Regions from separate parts of the Mus musculus genome. Here region 1 is linked to region 2. A link is a contact called in public HiChIP or PLAC-seq data. All regions are on one chromosome and are shown on one strand. The core of a region is the stretch at or near the end of the contact, and the rest is flanking DNA. Distances in the headings are between cores, read along the strand shown. Region 1 holds the start of Usp25 (ubiquitin specific peptidase 25). Region 2 holds the start of Samsn1 (SAM domain, SH3 domain and nuclear localization signals, 1).

Region 1 (4,707 bases), core at 1,228-3,727, 1.1 Mb after region 2:
CCTCAATTCCCAATCCTGTCACCGTGGACCTTAAGTCAGTATGCCCTGAGAAATCCTCAGATTATATCATGAGTAAACACTTGATTTGTATTTCATATAATTTTTCACCGAATATCAATCATGTAATGTAGTAGGGTACGAGTTCATATGCAATATTCTGTGACTCTACAGTTCCAGCTACCAGGTCTTTCAAAGCCTCTAAATACACGACAAAGGTCTAAATACATGAGCAGCAAAGCTGACAGATACGCAAATTCTCAAAAACGGGCTTTTGTACTAATTTATGTTAATTCACAAATTTCTGCTCTCCAATTATTCCAATTACAATCTTTTTAAAAAAGAAACACATATAAGTTAACCTACAAATAAGTTATCTCAAAATCATATACTTGGACAATTGACAGTGTGCCAAAAATCATTGAATGAGTAAGAAATCTTCAGAAATGAGCTGGAAATTAAATCTCTAGGTGGGCTATTAAACTTTTATCTACTAGGTAGGTACTAAAGATTTTAAAACTAAGACTAAATAATGAAACTCTGGGGAATTATTGTACTACCAAATTCCTGAAGTTAAAGTTGAATATCTGGCAATAGATTTAAAAAAAAACCATTGTAATAGTTTTTTCACATTAATTTTTAACTTTTTAAAAGCAGTGGTCCTGAAGATCAAATGTGTAGCTATGTGCTTCCATGCTTACTACTAGTGAGCAGTATCTCAAATCTCAGGTAATTTTTGTACTTTTGAATGGAAGAAAATGACCTTGTAAAACTCTCTCCCCTGTGGAGAATCACAAAGCTACTCTGTGAATGAGAAGTTACAGCGCTGAGGTCTCTAACTGTGGAAACGTAGCTCTGAGGTCCATTCTCAGACACGTGCTCTCCGGGTCTGTGTTCTCATAAACAGCATGTGCTCTGGAATTCTTGCAGTATCCATAAAATTCCTCACCTCCAATCATTTCACAACCTTTGTAGTCAAGGATTTAGGACCATGAATGAAGTCAAAATTTAAAATTTGTCAAACGAACATGACAAATACAAGGAAGGAATCACAAAAGAGGGTTGAAGACATCCCAAAGGAAGATTAGATGTGGTTATAAAGTACAAAGAGTTATTACAAGACTTTTTCCGAGTTATTATGATGATATAAGACCTGGTATTTCTTGGATTCTTTACCAAGCCTGCTTTTCTTGCCGTGGATTAAATTACAGTCTAACTTGTATGTGCACTGTATTATTGTATTTGTAACCCTGTGCTCATTAATCTACCCTCCCCTGGGTCTCGGTCTTACTCTGTCCCTAGTTTAGCTGGTGCAATTGAAGATATTTTACTTCCAGGTTTCTTACTTACTGTTAGGCTTTTCCTCCAATTCCGTTTACAGTAGACTATTCCACATACGGTAGTTAATCGTTTGTTTAATTTGGCAACAGGGATATTAGAATTATGCATCATCTAGGCAGTGATTCTTTCATAATGTTGTTTGCCTTATGTCTATTCATTTAGATTCTCTTCAGTAAATAAACCTTAAATCCCCAGTCTAGCAGTGACTGTCACACATTCCAGTGCATGAAATAAACACAGAATGTCAGTCCTGATGTATGTAACGAATAGTTGAGAAAAGTACAGTCCAGAAGGACTTCTAACAGCGTTCTGCTTATTTGACTTTTTTCTTCCAGCAGGTTCATGGCTTGTGAAATTCCTAGAAAGGCTTGGGTGACATAGGAAATAGCTGGAGTTCTGGGCCCGCCCAGGTTTTGGGACATTACAGGTATGGAAGGACGTTGATTGTTTTGGAGACCGTTAGACAGGAAGGTGATCTGGTATACCGTCCTATGGCTCTAGCCTCGACTGGGGGTCGGGGGGTCGCAATGTCAGAGTTTAGCAAGAGCCTTAAATGGTGCACAGTAACCTGCAGGATGGGCGGTTCTGGCCGTCCAGCCCGCGCGCTGAGAGGAGCTTAGACGGAGGGCGGGGCCCACCAGGGGGCGGGGCAGCAACACAGCCCCTCCTTCCGCTCCCGCGGGTCACAATGTAGGGTTAGGACGGGTGGGGCGGGGCAGAGCGGGGGCGGGGCAGGAGGGCGGGGCGGGGGCGGTGACCGCGGCGAGGGAGGGGCTGGAGGCGGAGTCGCGGCGGCCGGAGGACAGCGCCATTCCGGGTGGCCGCTCCCTCCGTCCGCTTGCCGCCGGCCCGCAGTGGTCCCCCCGGAGCGGTCAGGCGAAGCTGAGTGCGAACGCGTGACGCGGCCCGGCTTGATCGTGCTCTCCGTCGCCTGCGCCCATGGGCCGGGCCGCCGCGGCTCAGCGGCGCTGAGGATCGGGGCGCAGAGGACCTGAGGCGGCCGCGGTGGCGCTCTCCGGTAGCGTCTCGCCGCTTGCCCGCGGGGCCCGCGTTCGCCCGCCGCCATCGCCTTCGCGCCCGGCTGGCGGGGGCGCCGTCCTCCCGGGCCGTCCGCGTCGCTGCCCCGGGCCCGGTAGAGCGCGACAGGCGGGGCCGCCGCGGGGGCCATGACCGTGGAGCAGAATGTGCTGCAGCAGAGCGCGGCGCAGAAGGTGAGGCGCGGGCTGGTCGCCGCTCCTCGACGGGCCGCGTGGCCTCCCGGCCGGCCGGGCCACTCCGGGAGCGTCGCGCTCGGTCCCGCGGGGCTGCGTGCGGAGCGGGGTGTGCAGTAGTGAGAGGCTTCGCGTCCACTCCCTTCTGCGGATTGCTCTCCCAGAACCGACGGCGCCGCGTCCCCAGAGTGACCCCCGCATTCCTCCAGTACTCACTCTGCCAGGCTTTGTAATTAAACTTTCTTCTCCTTCGCTTCCTTTTCCAGTCCCTTTTCTTCTGCAAGAATGTCACTTGTCACCCCTTTTGGACAGTTTCTCTTTCGGAGGTCTTATTGTGCCAGGCCTGCTGTTCTGGGGAAAAAAAAACCGGACCTCCCCAAAACGAATTACCTGTCTTCCAGGGCAGGTACATCGCATCGACCCAGGGTGGAATCTGTACAAGTAGAGTGTTTGGTTGGTTATTCTTTCTTTTCTTTATTTTATTCTCTCTTGGATCTAGAAAGTATCTCGCGCGTAAGGAGACCTTTATGGCTGTTACTCAAATCTTTTGTCCCCTAAGTTTGACCTTGCTCTCTTGTTCGTTCTTTACTCTAGCATCAGTTTCACGCAGAGTTAGGGGGGTCATCACATATTGTTTCTCGAACAGTATCTTGCTAGTTCTAGGTTTTACTTTAAGAATCTTTAAAAGCTCCAGCATAGCTTGCTCCATGTCCTGAAGAGCAGACGGTCATTACTTGTTCTGCCCTCCCCCCTCCCCCCTTATTGGTGTGAAAAGCATTTTGAGCACCGGGGAAATGTTGGCTTAGTTGAATTCTAATTGTAGGAGCAATTAGGTATACAGTGAACAGCCAGAGCCTCCTTTGGCTCATCGGTGTGAGTAATGGATGCCACACCCTGCTGTAGTTTTGACACTAGGTACTTGCTGTAAAGCCTACCTGTGCTTGTCTTTAAAGTGAGGCCTGTTGTACTAAAAAATAGACCAATACCTTCAAACAGCCCCCCCCCCCCGTTTTTTTCTTTTTGTCATTAAAATAGTTTTAGCATTTTATGTTCCTTGAGATAACCAAAGATGTCAGAGAATGTTGGAAAGTAGGGATAGTGCATTGTTATTTTAGACACTTTGGTTAAAGTTGGTTTTGGAGCCTATTTTAGTCTATGCTTCTTGCACATTGAGACGATTATGGTGAACTGTGATGTAGTTTGTAATGTGGCAGAAGAATTCAAGACTGAATAACAATAACGAAGAAAACAGTTGGCCTCCCAATTCTGTATGTTGTTCCTAGAACACTATAATCTTTAGATGTTGATGTTGAATGTGTGCTGTAGTTTTGGTTGGAAGGTCATGGGATCTTTGGCATGTTAAGCAATAGGCTCAGTAGCATTTTCTTTATACTCATTTTGCATTTTAAAACGTCTTTATCTCAAAGTGGGAAAAGTTGCTGTCTTTTTTGCTTCTCTTAAACTTCAAGATTGCAAGGACTTTATGGGTTTTGTCTTTCGTTTTGACTAAACCACTTCTTTGCATAGTCAGATAACTACCTTGATGGCTCAGAACTGTATACATAAGTCTGTAGAATCAAGAATCAAATTACTGAAAGTTAACTTTGTTTTCTAGTCCAATATTCATGCTTAATAAGCCTCCTCTCCCCTAAGAGAATATTCTCTAATTCAAAATATTAACATTGTGATGCTGTTTTTAGCATGTGTTGAGTATGTTAAATCATTTCACTGATAATTGGTGAATGCTTTTAGAGCAACATCATATATTTTTGTACACCCAGAATATTTACTTTTAATGGTGTTGGGGACTGAACCTAGGGCCTCATCATGCTAGCCAAGAACTCTACCAACTGAACTACATTTGTAGTTTTTTAAATGTGTTCCTTTGCCTTGTTAATACACTGTTATTTTGTGACCAGTATTAGAACAGGGCCAAACAGTATGGTTTTAAATTCTTTTGAAACAATGTAACTCAAAGTTGAAGTTTTAAAATGACGCTAGAAACTAGGGCTAGGACTTTGCCTTAAGAAGTAGGAAGTGAACTCTATACTTAAGAAACAAAAGTGAAACTAATTTCACTTAGAAGCTTCAAAGACTGTCAGGGAAAGGAAGGGCTATCAGGAGCAGGCTGCTGTGTAGATAGAATTTTTGCAGTTTT
Region 2 (5,031 bases), core at 1,245-3,744:
TAAGGTAATATCAGATATAATAGATTTCTCCTGCGTGTGGTGTGAGAGGATTAAACCTATGGACAGAAGAGATGCTAGACCATGCAGCTTTATCCAAAACCCTTAATTTATAGTTTTAAAATGTAGCATATGGTGAGTCACAATAAAACCAAGGAAATCCCCTCCATACTTGTGAGCACACAGCACAGGGTCAGGATATGGAAACGATCATCTGATAGATAATCAGTATAAACAGTTACATCCTGTATTTCAGGACAGTTGCTTGCTAGCCCTATTGTGTCTTTCTAGACAGATGTCACACTCCCTTCTTATAGGTGGGGGAGCTTGTACCCCTTCAAATAGCCATCTGTGTAAGGATCAGAATATCATGTGCTCTTACCATGTCCTATGGATTATATGTTTTATTTATGAAATATGCAAAAGTTTTCTATTGAAAACTATGAATTTGTAAGAATTGTTTCTAAGACATAATTATAGCAATTGGAGGGCTATTAGTGTCACAGCAAAAAAATTAAATCCATATATGTCTTCAGTGTGACTATTTCTTGTGATATATTTTTTTTCTCAGGTGCATTGAGTGTGTTTTTATTTTATATATGCAAACATCAATAAGATGACCAATAGTTCACATCTACTCTAGTAATTACTGTGATTAAGACCATTGCCAATAATGAAAGATCATTTTGAAAACAGTTTAGTGAAATGATATACTGACAATATAATGTGCAATACAGTCCTTATGAAATAGTCAAGTGTCATTTTTGAAAAATTTTGAGGTAAGCCACTTTTTATCAATTTTTGTAATATTCCCAAAATATGATCAACTGAATATTTTTATTTAATCAGTGCTATTTTACATAAAAAACAATCATATGAGACTTGAGATAGAGCTCAGCTCACAACAAATATAATCATATGAAGAAATAAAAAATGATTCTTTGAAAAACCTTTCTTGGATATTTTGGGATGTGTTGCTGTGAATTTTTATTTTAGTAATGAAAAAACAGAAAGTGCAATATATTTTTGTACTATGTGTTTCTAAGATGCTTGTTTAACCTTTGTTGACTTTTTTTGCATTAGAAACAATAATGTTGAAAATCATCTAGTTTTAGTTTCCTGTACTTGGAAATAATGAATTCTCAGTTTACTTCAGATCTTTTGCCAAAGGTTTTAAACCGTTGAAGACTGTCCTGTGCCTACTCAGTTCAGAAGGAAAATCAGTCCCCAAACTGTCTCTCTCCCAATGAGAAATAAAAGCTGATGACAAAGTGTAAACTCCTTAAAAACAAAGAATCCACTAGTATTTATCTCACCAACAAAAAGATTGAATTTATTTGAGAAACGTTAGGAATGTATAAACAGGACAGAAATTTTCTGACATCACAACTTCATACTAAAGAAATTAATGTTACTAGTAAATGACGTTTAAAGTTCTATAAGAATGTAAACTTGGCTTTTCCTATATTATTTTTAATGCCAATTGTTATCAAGAGAAAGAATAAAAGAACATACTACATAAGACTGGCTTATCAAATTTACTAATTTATAAATTTTGTGTCTTCTCAAAATAGGGCACAATTCTCTCTAATGACAATGTGAAAATGCATGTCTACTACAAGATATCATAGCTGAACATTCAAATTACAAAAAGAATTTTAAAAAACTAACCTAAAATTTCTCCATTTTAGTCTTCTTACTGTTATGTATTTTAAATATCTACAATTTAACAGATAAAATAATTCCTTCAGAACACTGGTAAGATATTGAACAACCAAGGAATGAAAAATAGGCAGAGAATTCATGATATTAATGGTTAAGTGGAGGCCACCAAACAGAGTTCCATAAAATTATCCTAACCCAATCTTAGCTAACAACATAAAGGGTTGAATCTAATACACAATTGTGAAGACCATAATTGCTCATCAGTATGCAAATTCTTCCATATGTATTTTGATGCACTTAGTCCTCTACTTAAATTAATTTAGAAGTGACAGATAAAATGTCATGTAAGTAGTAGGGTGATGATGTAGGCTGTGAGTGTGCATGTATGCTTGTGTGTGTGTGTGTGTGTGTGTGTGTGTGTGTGTGTGTGTGTGTGAGAGAGAGAGAGAGAGAGAGAGAGAGAGAGAGAGAGAGATGTATGTCACTGTGTGGTTTGTTTGAATGTGTTGTGTGCTTGAATGAGTTTGTGTATGTGTGTGTATACACGTATATGTGCGTATGTGTAAATGGTATGTGTGTGTGTGTGTGTGTGTGTGTGTGTGTGTGTCTGGTGTGTCTGTGTTATACATTTGCAAGTAAGTGTTGCTTTCTAGTACAGTATTTGGTTAGTTTTACTCTGTAAGAAAATAAACTTACCTTCGGTTTTTGGTGTTTCTCCTTGTCTGAGGCATTGGATGGCTTCCTCTTTAGCATTTTGAATTCTGGCCACCTCTAGTGAGCACAGTTGCTGCTGTTACAGAGACAACTGAGAGCAGGCACGGGTGCTCTCCGTGATACCCAGCATCTGATAGCACTGAGGAAGTGTCTGATGTGACACTTCCTCCTCTGGTCAGGATGTGACTTCAGTGTCTGCTTGGTTGAAGGTTTCTTTTTTTTTTTTTTTTTTTTTTCCTTTCCTTCCTTACCGTAATTATTTGGTAACTCTGTACTGTATTCTCGGTGCTGTATTCTATGATATAATTCTTAGCTCACACCTTTGACATGGCTACGGTAATTACTAAGGGTGTAATGGTTTGGAAAACAAAACTTATTTTCTCAGTTTATGTAAAAGAATTTAACACATTAAAAAAGATGGCACAAGAGGAAAATATCTGAACCTTTTAAATGAAATCAAACAGAATATTGTGGATTTTTAAAAGTTTGAGACTATTTAAAGAATTCCATTTTATATTTTTATAATATTTTATTATTTGAGGTTATATAATACACTTACATCATTTCCACCTTTTCATTTTTCTCCTTCCAAATTTTCCAGGGAACCTACCTTTCAATTTCATTGCCCACTTTTTAAATGTGACATATGTCTGTATCTTTCTCAATACATAATTGTATATTTCTACATGACGATCAATTTGAAGTTAAATAATATTAATCCTCCCTAAAGCTACCGTAATAGGGTATAGATTAAAAGTACCTAACTGTAATAGGATTCTAGCTCCAGATATTGATGAGTGGGCATTGGTGACATTGAAAAAGCAAGCATATCATTGTTAAAACCCCCTGATTAATAAAAGAACCACTTCCTGCTACATAGTATACGTACTCTGTACCCTGGTAATGCCTGGTTGGTGGGTGATGCTACCGACTGCTCAGTCCTCTCTCCAGACAAGGCATCCAGTGTCTACTAAGTGGGCCTGGAATAGCCCCAATATGTCTTAAAGGTTTTGCTGAAAGCCAGATCCAGAGATCCAGATAAAAGAGAAGGTTGCTCAGACTTCCTTGAAAAATGAAGCCCTTATCAGATGAGCTTGTGCAGATTGTTTCAAATGCAGGCTCTGGTTAAATGGCCTGCTTCAAGAAAACTTGTACTTTCTGCTCATAAACTCCTCAGATTAAAAACAGTAGCACCATATTTTTAGGAAGTGCTTCTCTAAGAATCATGCTCTGGCCCTCTTTTCTCAGTTGTCCCTCCCACCTCTCTGCCTTCGTCCTGGAGTCCCAGCTGAAATTCACTAATTCGCTTAAATACTAAATTGAATACCCACTCTGTGCTATTGAACGTAGTGGGTACTCAATTTCTATGCAATAAACCTCTTAACTAGCAAGAACAAAATGGTATTTTATGCACTACAATAGAATTGGGTAAACCACTTAAGAGGATTGGAGTTAATAAACAGCTGCAGTGGCAGGAGGGTAATTTTGAGAAGTAAGAGGTTAGTATTTTCAGAACAATGACAGGGGAATAACACCAGACAACCTGAAAACCTAAGGCTCGGTAATTCCCTAGCAGTGTGACTTTCTGTAAATTTTCTGGGTGGTTCTCAGTTAACCCAAGGGAATAAACTATTCCGTCGCCTAAGAAATTAAGAGCCATGAAAAGATATTTTCTTATCTGAGACATCAGTGCTCCTTGTACTCTTCCATCTCTTTGTGAAACGGATGGGAGTTTAATTCAGGAGTGGAATTTGATCAGTTCAGTGAGGAGGATAATGGTGATAGTTCCTAAATGATCGTTTCACTGAGAATCAAAGCTAATGCCAATATGGGCCGCCCTTATGCACCATCACTTCAGAATAGTTTACACCAAAAATTATCTGTAGATAATGAATGAATATTAAATATCAAAGTTATATTTGGAGAATTTTTTATAGTTTACATTTTTATAATGACAACTAAAACAGTGAATATTCAAATTGCTGGTACTAACATTTTGTGTGTGTGTTCAGCTGAAATGCAGTTATGCAACATTTGATATTAACGCTCTTCCAAATTGCCGTAAACCCCTAACTTAAACCTCCATGCCAGTCACTGGAAACACACTTCTAGTTCTTAATTGGTGGTGAGAGCAACTCCAAGAGTCAAACAAAACAATGCATTCTATTGTCATTGTCCTTGGTTACCTCCCAGATGTGAGCATGATATATGGTGATGAAGATAGTACACACTCCAGACATAGGGCTTAGATGAATTAAGCAGGAACTGATCAGGAAAGCTCGTCTGAGAAGTAGCTCCCATGGTGTCAGAAGACATTTATGCAAACTGCTAAGAACTAGTTGCTTAGAAAAATATGCCCAGTGGAACAATCGGAGCATGACTCTCTTGGGGATGACAAACAGCTCTCTCATGGGTTTTATGGCCCAGGCAACAGGAAATCCTTGCATGGTGCTGTAAACGTAGCCAAGGGCCTGTGGCTGGACATGTCATGGACCCTAGAGAAGACCTACTACACTACGAAGGATGAAAGGACAAGGAGTAGGGAGGGGTTCAGGATCTCAGATGAAATAACAAGGGGACTCAGGTGTATATGTAAATAAAGATTAAGTGTATGCACATATGAAATTATCAGAGTATAAATTAGATGATTTTTAT

Evidence for each region. HiChIP or PLAC-seq counts read pairs in DNA pulled down with a chosen protein or histone mark.
Region 1: a contact with region 2 is called in an H3K4me3 HiChIP or PLAC-seq map of pro-B cells, with 5 times the contacts expected there. The contact joins the promoter of Usp25 here to the promoter of Samsn1 in region 2. A contact is called at or near these places in 8 of 39 promoter capture datasets (the 3T3-L1 cell line, the C10 cell line, HPC-7-derived erythroid cells and 4 more), 3 of 484 Hi-C or Micro-C datasets (B cells, CD4 T cells and LSK cells) and 4 of 115 datasets of contacts at active chromatin or transcription factors (T-cell acute lymphoblastic leukemia, bone marrow-derived dendritic cells, large pre-B cells and 1 more).

Annotation. Positions count from the first base shown.
Region 1 is chr16:77,011,592-77,016,298 of GRCm38.p6, forward strand. It overlaps Usp25 (ubiquitin specific peptidase 25), which reads left to right and starts at 2,478. Exons shown (of 24, transcript NM_013918.2): 1 at 2,478-2,549. The coding sequence starts at 2,505.
Region 2 is chr16:75,906,772-75,911,802 of GRCm38.p6, forward strand. It overlaps Samsn1 (SAM domain, SH3 domain and nuclear localization signals, 1), which reads right to left and starts at 2,495. Exons shown (of 8, transcript NM_023380.2): 1 at 2,359-2,495. The coding sequence starts at 2,415.